Linked DNA regions of Macaca mulatta: region 2 is linked to region 1. A link is a contact called in public Hi-C data. All regions are on one chromosome and are shown on one strand. Each heading gives the region's core, a stretch centred on a gene start, on an enhancer-like site or on the middle of the called end of the contact. The rest is flanking DNA. Distances are from core to core; before and after follow the strand shown. Region 1 holds the start of EXOSC1 (exosome component 1). Region 2 holds the start of MMS19 (MMS19 cytosolic iron-sulfur assembly component).

What was found. A called contact is a pair of places that touch in the nucleus more often than the background predicts.
Region 2: a contact with region 1 is called in a Hi-C map of cortical neurons, with 2.4 times the contacts expected there. The contact joins the promoter of MMS19 here to the promoter of EXOSC1 in region 1. A contact is called at or near these places in 2 of 14 Hi-C or Micro-C datasets (CD4 T cells and cortical neurons).

The regions. Positions count from the first base shown.
Region 1 is chr9:109,494,503-109,500,495 of T2T-MMU8v2.0, reverse strand. EXOSC1 (exosome component 1) reads left to right here and starts at 2,286. Exons shown (of 8, transcript NM_001257849.1): 1 at 2,286-2,340; 2 at 2,448-2,563; 3 at 4,980-5,054. The coding sequence starts at 2,310. ZDHHC16 (zinc finger DHHC-type palmitoyltransferase 16) reads right to left here and starts at 2,107. Exons shown (of 10, transcript NM_001266197.1): 1 at 1,942-2,107.
Region 2 is chr9:109,544,754-109,551,107 of T2T-MMU8v2.0, reverse strand. It overlaps MMS19 (MMS19 cytosolic iron-sulfur assembly component), which reads left to right and starts at 2,031. Exons shown (of 30, transcript XM_077947066.1): 1 at 2,031-2,171. It overlaps UBTD1 (ubiquitin domain containing 1), which reads right to left and starts at 1,546. Exons shown (of 3, transcript NM_001194274.2): 1 at 1,158-1,546. The coding sequence starts at 1,227. LOC144331238 (a long non-coding RNA gene) reads left to right here and starts at 3,897. Exons shown (of 2, transcript XR_013398225.1): 1 at 3,897-3,959; 2 at 4,565-5,361.

The DNA.
Region 1 (5,993 bases), core at 1,037-3,536:
GAAAGCCTGGCCAGATGTCTATCTGTCCTACAAATACCAACAAGGACACTCTTGCCAATGTGATAACTCTAAATAAGTGTCTCCTGCTATCATTCTGTCTGATTAATAAAGAGAGAAATACAAACTGTTATTAAAATCATGGCACTTAGGAGCTAGAAGTCATTTTTGAAAACAAGCCCAACCAGAAATCAGCCCAACCGTGTAAATAGAAAGCTCCTAGATGCACAGATACAGATTTGGGTGAACAAAGTCTGAAGCTAGGGCCTCTCTCCATTAGCTAATGGGGTACAGGGTGCCAGGAAATTGATATATGTAGTAAGTGGGCTGCAACTGAACATACAAACTTTTTTTTTTTTTTTTTTTTGAGACTGAGTTTTGCTCTTGTTGCCCAGGCTGGAGTGCAATGGCACAATCTGGGCTCACCACAACCTCCGCCTCCTGGGTTCAAGCAATTCTCCTGCCTCAGCCTCCTGAGTAGCTGGGATTACAGGCATGCGCCCCCACGCCCGGCTAATTTTGTATTTTTTTAGTACAGACGGGGTTTCTCCATGTAAGTCAGGCTGGTCTCGAACTCCCAACCTCAGGTGATGCGCCTGCCTCAGCCTCCCAAAGTGCTGGGATTACAGGCGGGCCACCGCACCTGGCCCAGACTTTTCATCTCAGGAAATAGAGGTAAAGCAAAATTCAAAAATATGTGTGTAGGGAAGAAGGGGGTAATCTCAGTGAACAGGGGAGGAAACAGAGCAAAGCGCAGCTTTACTACCACCCCAAGCACAAGCCCGAGTACTCTCATCCCTCAGTAACAGTCACAGGCCATAGTGGTCGTCTGCCACCAGACAGGAGGAGATTGCAGGCCACAGCACTTCCCTCTTCCCATGGCTCTAAGTCACCATCTGTTTCCCAAGGGGAAAGTCGACTGAGGGGACAGGGAGGGACAGGCGGCAAAGCCATCAGAAGTCAGGTGAACTGAGATCAAAGTCGTGGGCAATGTCATCTGGACAAGGACGCTGCTCTCGGGATGTTTGCAATCTCAAGTAGGAGATACCAGACATCAATAAAGAGTAGCATTTTATTCACGTGCAGACCTCCCTTCTGGGGTAACACGCTGAGAAGAAAAAGTAGCAACTTTATTTTGGGGCTGCTTATCTTTTGATGACGGGCCCACACAACCAGAGTTCGGCTTTTTCAACCTGAGAAAGCTTACTTAAGTGGGGATGGGAGGCCGCGAAGAGGATCGGACCGCAGGACTGGAAGCTACAGTTAAAAAACCGGGAAAAGGCCGGGCGCGGTGGCTCACTTTGGGAGGAATCACCTGTAATTCCTGCACTTTGGGAGGCTGAGGCGGGCGGCTCAAGAGATCGAGACCATCCTGGCCAACATAGTGAAACCCCGTCTCTACTGAAAATACAAAAATTAGCTGGGCGTGATGGCGCGCGCCTGTAGTCCCAGCTGCGCGGGAGGCTGAGGCAGGAGAATCGCTTGATGCCAGGAGGCGGAGGTTGCAGTGCGCAGAGATCGCGCCACTGCACTCCAGCCTGGCCAAAGAGCGAGACTCCTTTTCAAAAACAAAACAAAACAAAAACCGGGAAAAGGTTTTATTTCTCAATGACAGCCGCGAGGTGAAACTGCGATGGACTGGAAGTCAAAAATCGCGGGTTCCAGTTTGGGCTCTATCTTGAAGATTTTGGACAAGTCAAACCCGGTCTCTGAATCTGAGGTTCCACATCTGTGAAACAGACGAGTTGGGTCGCTTGACCTCCTTCCTTCCTGCTCTGAACGTAACGGTTGCTCGCAAGGTGCGCTCCGGCTGAGGAGGGCGCAGCCCCGCAGGGCAGGGCGAGGAGAGAGCAGGAACCTGGACTCAAGACAAGGCCCCAGGGCATTGCCCGACCCAGAAAAAGGGACTAGGATGGGGAGCAAGGGCCGAGGCTTCGCCCTTACCTGCCGCCTGCCGACTCCCCAGTCAGCCAAACCGAGCCCCGCAGCCTCTGCCGCCGCTCACTGCCACCCTCTCCGACTCGGCGCCCCGGCCGGGCCCGGCTCAATCCAAACCACCATGGCCCGCCGCCTGCAGTGCCACCCAGCGGACCCGGACCTGCCGCCAGCCCATCCTCAACCACACGCGCAGGCGCAAGCATGGAGCGCTGAAGTTCCGCCCCCGGATTTGTCCCGGGGTAACCTGGGAAATGGAGTTTACACGCAAGGATAAAGAACACCAATTGACGCGTATCTTACTGCGGAACTGTGCCTGGGTTTGGCCAATGAGAAATCGATTTCGTTTTCATCCGGCTTTTGGGACAGCGGCAATCATGGCACCACCTGTGAGATACTGTATTCCCGGTAAGTGAGCGCTTCCCGTACAGAGTCCTGGATAGGGGCCGAAGCAAGAAGCCTGGACGGCCTGCAGTTTCTGGGGGCCCATGACCGATGCAGCATTTTTTCTGCAGGCGAACGTCTGTGTAACTTGGAGGAGGGCAGCCCGGGCAGCGGCACCTACACCCGCCACGGCTACATCTTTTCGTCGCTTGCCGGCTGCCTGATGAAGAGCAGCGAGAACGGCGCGGTAAAGGAAGCGGCATGCCGTCTCCTCTCTCTCTGTTTTTCCCTTAGGCTGCCCTTGAGTTCCAGTCCTTAGGCATGGGCACTGCGGACGCGTGTTTAGAGCCTTAGTGGTACAATGTTGGTCTCTTAGTTTCTTCTAGCCGTATCGCCGCTGTTGTGCACTTAGCCACCACACACTAGTTGTGTTGATCTCGCTTGGTTGTGCTGCTGACCCTCGGGGAGGGAGGTTGGGACAAAAGCAGATGCGAACTCAGTAACCTAGCCCAGCTCAGCCCAGCAGTGCGTTGTATACTGTATGAATGTTGCTTACCTCTCCGGCTTACCTCTAGTGCCACTATCTCCACCTCACTGACGCGATCTAATCATACAGTCTTTTCTATTTGTAAAAGTTATAATCACAGTTTTGGCTTGCCCTTTTAAAAAAATTTGTAACACACTAGCTTCTTTCAGTGTCGGTAATGTGCCAAGCTTTCTCCTGCTACAGAGCCTTTGTAACATGCCATCTATCTGGAACGCTTCTGTCTTCTTAGGCCTGTTTAATTCCTACCTCCGTTAGTTTCTGTATTATCACCTCAGAGAAGCCCTTCTGGACCCACTAATTGAGGAAAGGAGTTTTGTGGGATGTTTTGTTTTTGTTTGTTTTGTTAAAGACTTACAAAAAAACTCTGTCCCTTTTCTTCCAAGCACTTATGTCAGCATATGATTAGACACTCAGGTATGTTTCCCACTAGACTTCTCCCTTGCTTAAATCTAAGTTCCACGAAGTGCAGGTGCTACCACCATACCATCAGTATCTAGCACAAAGCAGCTCCTCAATAAATGTTTGTTGAATGCGTAATACCTACTTTTCTAGTTTTAGAGATTGATCCAGGATTAGCTCAGGATCATATAAGCAATATTTGAAGGAGCACAGTAGAAAGAGGATTCAGAATTAGAACCGTTAGGTTCTGGCTAACTTGACCTCGATTCTGCTTTGAGTAAGTAACTTAAGCCGTCTGACTCAAGGGGCTTTCTATTCAGTCATTGTTGGGAATGTCCTTAACAGTCCTGAGTTTGTTCATTTGATAGATACCACTTGAGTATTTTCATGTGTCAGGCACAGCGCTGACTTGGTTTCTGCTATCAAAGGACACAGACACAAATTGTAAACAAATAAATGCTCAAATAAGCATATGGTTACACATGTGGTGGCTGCTTTGAAAGAATATTACAGGGCACCTTAAGAACATGTAACAGGCAAATCCATCCTAGTCAGCAGAAGTGACATTGAAGCTGAATCATCTAAAGAGTAGGTTAGAGTCAGGTGGGTGGAGAGAGTGCAATTCTGGCAAAAAGAATAGGTTGAAGAGAGATCTGAAAGTGGGAAGAATTTAGTAAGTTGGGGAAACTGAAAGAAGGCCAGGAGAGCTGAAGCATTGTAAGCAACGGAGAGATTGTTAAAAGATGAGGCTCAAAATATCTGTCTCATACCAACAGCCAATACCATGCTCAAAGAGAAAACTCTGCAAGTATTCACTTAAAACAAGCGTAGCTACTATTTGTAACATTTCTGTGGAAATTTCAGCCTGTGCAGTAAAATAAGAAACAGAAAGAAGCAGTATAACTTTGGAGGAAAGAGTAAAATTGTCAGCCAGATGTAGTGGCTCACGCCTGTAATCCCAGCACTTTGGGAAGCCAAGGTGGGTTGATCACCTGAGGTCAGGTGTTCGAGACCAGTCTGACCAACATGGTGAAACCCCATCTCTACTAAAAATACAAAAAATTACCCGAGCATGGTGGCAGGCGTCTGTAATCCCAACTACTCGGGAGGCTGAGGCAGGAGAATCACTTGAACCCAGGAGGTGGAGGTTGCAGTGAACCGAGATGGCGCCATTGCACTCCACTCTGGGCAACAAGAGTGAAACTCCATCTCAAAAAAAAACCAAAAAAAGTAAAATTGTCAATGATTATAGGCAATATAGTTGTATACCAAGAAATTCTGAGAGAATCACCAGAAAACTTATTGGAAGTTTAGGGATTTACTACAAAAAAAATTAGCCGGGCGTGGTGGCAGGTGCCTGTAGTCTCAGCTACTTGGGAGGCTGAGGCTGGAGAATGGCATGAACCCGGGAGGTGGAGCTTGCAGTGAGCCGAGAATATGCCACTGCACTCCAGCCTGGGCAACAGAGCAAGACTCCATCTCCAACGACAACAAAAAAAAAGAAGTTTAGAGGTTTACATCTTCTAGCAGCATTCTGTAGCCCCCTGGTCCTCCTATTTCCTAAAATTTCTAAGGCCTTCTGCTCTGGCCTATAAATGAATGCATACTCCAGCTCTCACCTGTGTACCAAGACATTCCTATATTACTCTCAAGACACAAATGCTTTGACCCAAGAGTTAGCCAGGACATTTCAGTTTTTTTCTTTTTCCCTCTGTAGCTTCCTGTGGTGTCTGTAGTAAGAGAAACAGAGTCCCAGTTACTGCCAGATGTCGGAGCTATTGTAACCTGTAAGGTAAGTTTGTCCTAACTTCCATGCTTAGAACGCCCATTCAGTGCTGAAATCATGACCATGCCAGAACTGCAGTGTCCAGTATGATAGCCACAAGCTACATAAATGTATTTCTGGCGGGGCACAATGGCTCACACTGGTAATTCTTACACTTTAAGAGGCCAAGGCAGGCTGGGCGCAGTGGCTCACGCCTATAATCCCAGCGCTTTGGGAGGCCAAGGGGGACTGATCACAAGGTCAGGAGATTGAGACCATCCTGGCTAACACGGTGAAACCCCGTCTCTACTAAAAATACAAAAAAAATGAGCAGGGCATGGTGGCGGGCACCTGTAGTCCCAGCTATGTGGGAGGCTGAGGCAGGAGAATGGCGTGAACCCGGGAGGCGGAGCTTGCAGTGAGCTGAGATCACGCCACTGCACTCTAGCCTGGGCAACAGAGCGAAATTCTGTCTCAAAGGAAAAAAAAAGGCCGGGCGCAGTGGCTCAAGCCTGTAATCCTAGCACTTTGGGAGGCCGAGACGGGCGGATCACGAGGTCAGGAGATCGAGACCATCCTGGCTAACACGGTGAAACCCCGTCTCTACTAAAAATACAAGAAAATTAGCCGGGCGAGGTGGCAGGCGCCTGTAGTCCCAGCTACTCGGGAGGCTGAGGCAGGAGAATGGCGTGAACCCGGTGGGGCGGAGCTTGCAGTGAGCCGAGATCGTGCCACTGCACTCCAGCCTGGGGCACAGAGCAAGACTCCGTCTCAAAAAAAAAAAAAAAAAAAGGAAAAAAAAAAAAAAGAGGCCGAGGCAGGAGGATTGCTTCAACCCAGAGTTCAAGACCAGCCTGGGAAACATAGTGAAACCTCATCTCTACAAAAAGAATCAAAAATTGCTGGGCACTGTGGCTCACGCCTGTAATCCCAGCACTTTGGGAGGCCAAGGTGGGCAGATCACCT
Region 2 (6,354 bases), core at 782-3,281, 51 kb before region 1:
CCTCCACAAGTCATCCTGTCCACCACGCAGACATCCTTCCCTGCTTCCCCTGGTTCCCTCATCTTCCTTCCCAGTTTCCGCAACCCAAGCAACACACCTTCGGTGTCAAGGGAGACAGGAAACTCCAACTAGAGTTTCCACTTCATTAACAACTCTGCCTGTGGCTCCTCTTACATAAGGGGATATGTGGCAATGGGGTGGGAGAGGAGGCTGAGTTCTAGCCCCAGCTGTGCTCCTAACTAGCTGTGTGACTTTGGACAAGGTGCTCAACCTCTTGGGATCTGGGCTTTGACATGGAGAGGAGGACAAAGATCCATCTGGAATCCAGATAAGTTTTGAAGGTCCCTTTGAGCTCTCAAGTCTACGATTTTATTCCCAGCAGGTCCTTGCAACACCCTCAAAGAAGGAAGTGAGTGTAAGACCCAGAAAAATGACCTACAGACCTCTTTCCGGGGCGAAATGCCAGGGCAGGCGGGGTGTACCATGAAAGTGAGAAAGCGTTGTCCCGGCCTCGAGAATCACCAGCGAGCGATCTCACTCCCACAGCTAGGAAGGATCCCAACAATTCCGAGGGTGAATCTCACCCCGCACCCCATCTTTTATAGACTCCCAGACGACCGAGAGGCTCTAAAAACCCCTGCGGGAAAAATAAAGATTTCTTTCCCAGAGTCCTGCGCTGCTTTGCAAGTCGGATTCCGGCAGACACGATCTGCAGCCCGATAATGACACAGTCTTTGGAAGGAGCGACTGTTCTCGCCCCGCTCGCTCCAAGTTCTGGGGACGCCTGGCTGCCCGCGCCGTGCCCCGACGGGCCGGTGTCCGACCCCGGCCGGAGCTGCCAGGCCAGCGGCGCCCTCGCCCCGGGCCCTCCCCCCAATCCGTCGGCCCCGCTGCGGTCTGCAAACATTTCCTGCCCCCACCCCCACCAGGAGCTTCCCAGTTGGAGAGAGTTGGTCGCGCAGCCGGCTCAGTGCTCGCAGTTGCCCCAACTCAGCTCGCCCGGCGCTGGGGAGCGGCCCCGTCTGGTTGCGGAGCAGGCTATCGGGGAAACCCAAGCGCCAGCACCAGTGGGGAGTCTATCGGTAAGCCTAGAGCTCGGGCGAGGAGGGGGACAACTGGCGGGGTGCCCGAGGCCCTGCTCCCTTCCCCGTCGTTACCTGCTCGCTTGCGGGGGTGTCCCGGGGCTGCCGGCCTCTCCCGCCGCTGTCTCCCCACGCAGTTGCCCATGCTGGCTCCTCAGCCAGTCCCCATGCACCGGAGGCGGCGAGGTGGTCGGCTGCTCCGCGCTCCTGCCCCGGACGGCGGCGTCCCGGGTCAACGGCTCCGGCCGCCCGGCATCTGGCGCTCCCCGATCTCCCCCCGGGGGCGCGCTCAGCCCCGGCGCTGGCTCCGCCAAAACTTTGCGGGCCAGGGGAGAGAGGGAGGTGGCAGACTCCCTAGCACAGTCCCAGGTGGCCGGGCCAGGGGGGCCCGCGACGGTGCCCGGCCGGAGACCAGCTCCGCTGGAGGGGCGGAGAGAGGGGGCGGGCACCGCCGCAGCTACTCCCGGTCGCTCGGGGCTCCAGGCAGGGGCCGGCCCCCTGGAGCCTGTCACTCACCTGCCTAACCCCGCCCCAGGCCGGCCCCGCTCCCCACCGCCGGCTCGCGGTGCCCGCGCCGCCGCCACCACCCGCCCCAGGTGCGCATGTGACCGACAGCACCGCCCCCTCGGGCTGGGCCTGATTTTCTCATTGGCTTCCCCCGTGGTGCGTACCGCCCCTCTCCCCACCCAGCCAGGTGCCCGCCCCGCCGCCCGTCTCCCGGGGAGCCGGGCCGGGAATTATTCGCCCTCAATGGCCTCCGGCTGCGTGCCCAGCAGCCGCCTTCCCTCTCGGTGCCGCCGCCCCATTCCAGGCCCCGCCCCTCCCTGGAACTGCCTGGCTAGAAGCCGGTAGGCACGTGACCCGGTGCGCCCCGCCCCCTTGGCCTTCTCCCCGCGATTGCCTCGGGAGGCGCATGCGCGGAGAGGCCCGTCTCTTGCCACCGCCCATATCCCCTCCCACGGTCTCTTGTTCGCGTCATGGCCGCCGCCGCGGCTCTGGAGGCGGCGGCGCCTACGGGCGCCCTATGGGGCCTCGTGCACGACTTCGTCATGGGTCAACAAGAGGGCCCCGCTGACCAGGTGGCTGCAGGTACGGCAGACGGCGCCGCGCGCCTTCCGCATGGGGGCCAACAGGAGGGAGCGGCCTCGGTACAGGCGCCGGGCGGGAAAGGAGGAGCGGGTGACTTTGAGAGATTGGTCTCAAGGCTGGTTAGTGAGCACCGCGAGCTTCAGAGCCGTAACAAGTTGGAGAGTTGCCTGTGTCTTCCTTAAAACCATTTACACTTTTCATCTCCCTATAGCCAATTATAGGGAATTATTACATTTTACAGATGAGGAAACTGAGGCTCAGCGAGGGCAAGAGGACTTGCGCAGGGCTGCAGACAAGGCAGGAGGGGGAGCTGGGACTCGGACCCAGGCGTTCACGTCCGAACCGGGTGCTCAAGCCACGAAGCCACGCTGTTTGTGGGAGGTTGACGTGTGGAGGTGCATCCTCGCAGCGTCCGCTCCCGTCGCGTGGCATCCTGGGAGTGGCGGATGGCCCCGCGCTCTGACTGGCTGGAATTAAGAGGAGGCGAGGAGTCGGGCCAGGAGGAGCTGGAGATGTTCTGGGTGTCCTCCTTAAGACTTTCTCTCCGTTTCTTGCCAAAGTTCTTGATTAGTTTGCTCCATGACGTTTTATGTGGCGTTTGTTTTTATCTTCTTCCCAGACCCCCACTTGCCTGCTTTTGACAAGTTCAGAGATCTCTTAGTTCAGACAGCTTATCTAAAATTAGAATAAAACAATTTCCAGGCTTCCGTGGAGTTCTGAGACTTTGCTCTTCTAGGAAAAAAAAGTCTACTAAAAAGTTATTGAATGTTAGGAAGGCTTCAGATCTTGGGTTTAAGTAACAATATAAAATTGTCTAATGGGTAGTTTAAAAAATTTTGGAAATTTCGCATGCTTGGAGAGAAGTAAGGACACATTTCTCTTGCAAACTGAGCGTATTAACCTTTAGAATGTGTAAGAAAAGAATAGTGAATCTGCTGGAAATAAAATACTTTGTTCGTTAGCAGTATTCCACTTTGATTCAGTCATGCCACTATTGTTGAACACATATTATTTCCCAAACATGATGCAAAGCCTAAGGAATATAAATACAAATTAGGTTAGATCTGTGCCCACCGGAAACTTATAGTATGCTGGGAGAGGCAACTATTCTATAAGAGGGATGTGCAGGGTAATTTGGAAGCATCAAGGAGCAAATACCTGGTGCTGCCACCAAACAACATCTTACAATTTTATGAAATGTAGTGTGTTACCAGTGTTTACAATTTACAAGTACAGTGTCTTAATAATGTCGTTTTCCCTCATGTTTTATTATGAAAATTTTCAAATATCCAGCCAAGTATAAAGAATTTTATAAGGAATACATCACTTAGGATCTATCCTACCATTAACATTTTAATATTACTTGCTTTATCATACAGCTATCCATCTATTTAAATTGCAGATACCTGTACACTTTCCTTTAAATACTTTGGCATGGATATCATTGACTAGAGTTTGTTGACGGTTTATTTTGGTGTAAAATGTATATTCAATGAAATATATAAATCTTTAAGTGTACATTCCCTGATTTTGACTAATGCGTATACCTATACAATCCATCCCCCTACCAAGATACAGAACATTACTATATCAGTGTCATTTGTGATGAGTCTTTCACATTTATGCAATATGAAAACAATAATTACTGATTTTTTGGATTCAGAACATATTTTGAAAAAATATCTTGAATGTCTTATCTTGAATAAGGACTTCTAAATTCTTCTCTTTTTTTTTTTTTTTTTTTTTTGAGACAAGGTCCCGCTCTGTCTGCCAGGCTGGAGTGCAGTGGTGAAATCATGGCTCACTGTAGCCTCGACCTATGCTCAAGCAATCCTCCTGCCTCAGCCTCCCGGAGTAGCTGGGACAACAGGGCTTGTGCCACTGCGCTCGGCTAATTTTTGTATTGTAGTGACAAGGTTTCACCATGTTGCATAGCTTGGTCTCTAACTCCAGGACTGAAGCCATCCTCCCATCTCAGCCTCCCGAAGTGCTGGAATCACAGGCATGAGCCACTGGGACTGCTTAATTCTTACAAATGTTTTTGCAAAATTTATATTTTTGTTTCTTTCCGAAAAAAATGGTCTAAACTGTTTAGTTTGAATTCAGCTCAGCTGATCTAAGACTGTAACACTAACCCTGTTGTAATTTAGCCCTCTTAAGAAAGTTGGTGCTGGGCACGGTGGCTCATGCCTGTAATGCCAACACTTCGAGAGGCCAAAGTAGGCAGATCGCTTGAGCCCAGGAGTTTGAGACCAGCCTGGCCAACATGGTGAAACCCCGTCTCTACCGAAAATGCAAAAATTAGCCAGGCGTGGTGGTGCATGCCTGTAATCCCAGCTACTCAGGAGGCTGAGGCTGGAGAATCGCTTGAGCCTGGGAGGTGGAGGCTGCAGTGAGCAGAAATCACGCCCCTGTACTCCAGCCTGGGCGACAGAGCAAGACTTCCGTCTCAAAAAAAGAAAAGAAAAGAAAGTTGATACAGAGGAACAGTAACAGATAAAAGTTGAAAAGGTTTGGTGGGGTTGGATTCTGCATAACTTTGGATTCCAGGCAGAGGGATTTGAATGACCTATTACATGTGCTAAGAGTTGTTGTAGATCCTTAAGCAAGGGAGCCATAAAATGAAAACGAATTTGACAAGGATTAAGTTAATATTGTCAGTCTTAGATCACAGCCCTAGTTAGGGTTGTTGAAGGATAACAGAGTGTTGAAGCATTTATAGAAATAAGATGTGCTTTCTAATCCTTCAGCCTAAATCAAGCTTTGTTAGTGCTAAAGGGACCAACTAGCTTCCTGTTCAGTCACTCAGAGTAGCAGCCTACAAATTTAACTGCAGAAGGAACACCCTTTGATCACAAAAGCAGCTGCTGCTACCTTTGTTTTGTACCTGGGTTCCTGGTGAAAGTGTCAGCTGTAAAGAAGGTGCAGGTGATGGGAGGGAAATGACCTGGCAGCCTAAGGGTTAAAGGCCTCTTGGGCAAGCCTTCAAAGCCTGCCACTACCTGACCCCAGCCTTTTTTTCCTCACTGCTCCCTGGACATTTAATTCCAGGCAGCCACTTTTATTCATAGTTCCTGAATGCTTTCCTTCCCAATTCCCTCCACTAGCTCTGTGTAATCGAAGTTAGACCTGAGAGTCAAAGCCCAGCTTGAGTTCCCTACCCCTGCCCAAGTGTTTCCTGATTAACCCAGCCAGACAGCATCTCATACTTCAGAATCTTTGTAGTATGCACTTATTTCTCAACCACTCATGTATTTGGTGGACTAGTTTAGTAGCTGCTGCTGTATACATCTCCACATACTGCCCTCCCAGTTGTACCACCAGAATCTCCTCATCAGTAGGTACACAATAAAAACTACTTGAGTGAATGCAGTGAGAGATGTTGAAGGAAGAATCTGTGGAATTTGAGTTCTAACTAGTTTTTATAGGGCTTAAAGGAGAGAGAGGACTCTAAAAAGACCCCAAGGTTTTGAACCAGAGGATGAGAAAAAGAAATACTTTGTCCAAAATTGGAGGTTGGGACAAGAGCTGATTTTTGGAGAATGTGATTTTTGAACATGTTGAATTTGCAAGTGATGGATATAATTTTTTTCCTTTTAGTTATTTGGATTTTCCTTCATTTCGGTCTTTATTGTATTGTGTTTTTCCATGCCTGTGATTCCCTAAGAAGACCACTATTCCTTATGTCAAAGTGTTAAAGAACAGTAAAATACAGTTTAGTGAAATATCTGAGGCCATTATCAGCAGAAAGGGCATTTTGAGAGCTTGATTGGAACCTAGTCCCAATTGGGATTTTTCTCTCTCCTGCTCCTTCTCATCCTCCCACACTACCCGCTTCCCCTCACTTCCCTTTGGCTGCTAGTCCAGATTCTCAAGAGGCTTCAAATCCATCAGACAGAGATCTGTTTGTGCATTCTGTGTCAATGATCACATAAATACTCCTTTGACTTCCCAGTGCTCCCCCGCCCCATAAACTGGTGCCTTGCTAAGGAAAGTGTGGGTAGTTAGGAGGTGCTAGTAGGTCCATTTATAGAGAACAAATCTTGAACGTGTTGGAAAATCTTAGACCCTCCTATGAAGGGAAATGAACGTACACTGATTTTTTCCTTAATGCCAGCGAAAATACCCTTAGGAAAATTAACTCTCTGTTAGCTTTCTTCATCCCAGGAGTCCAAGTGCATAA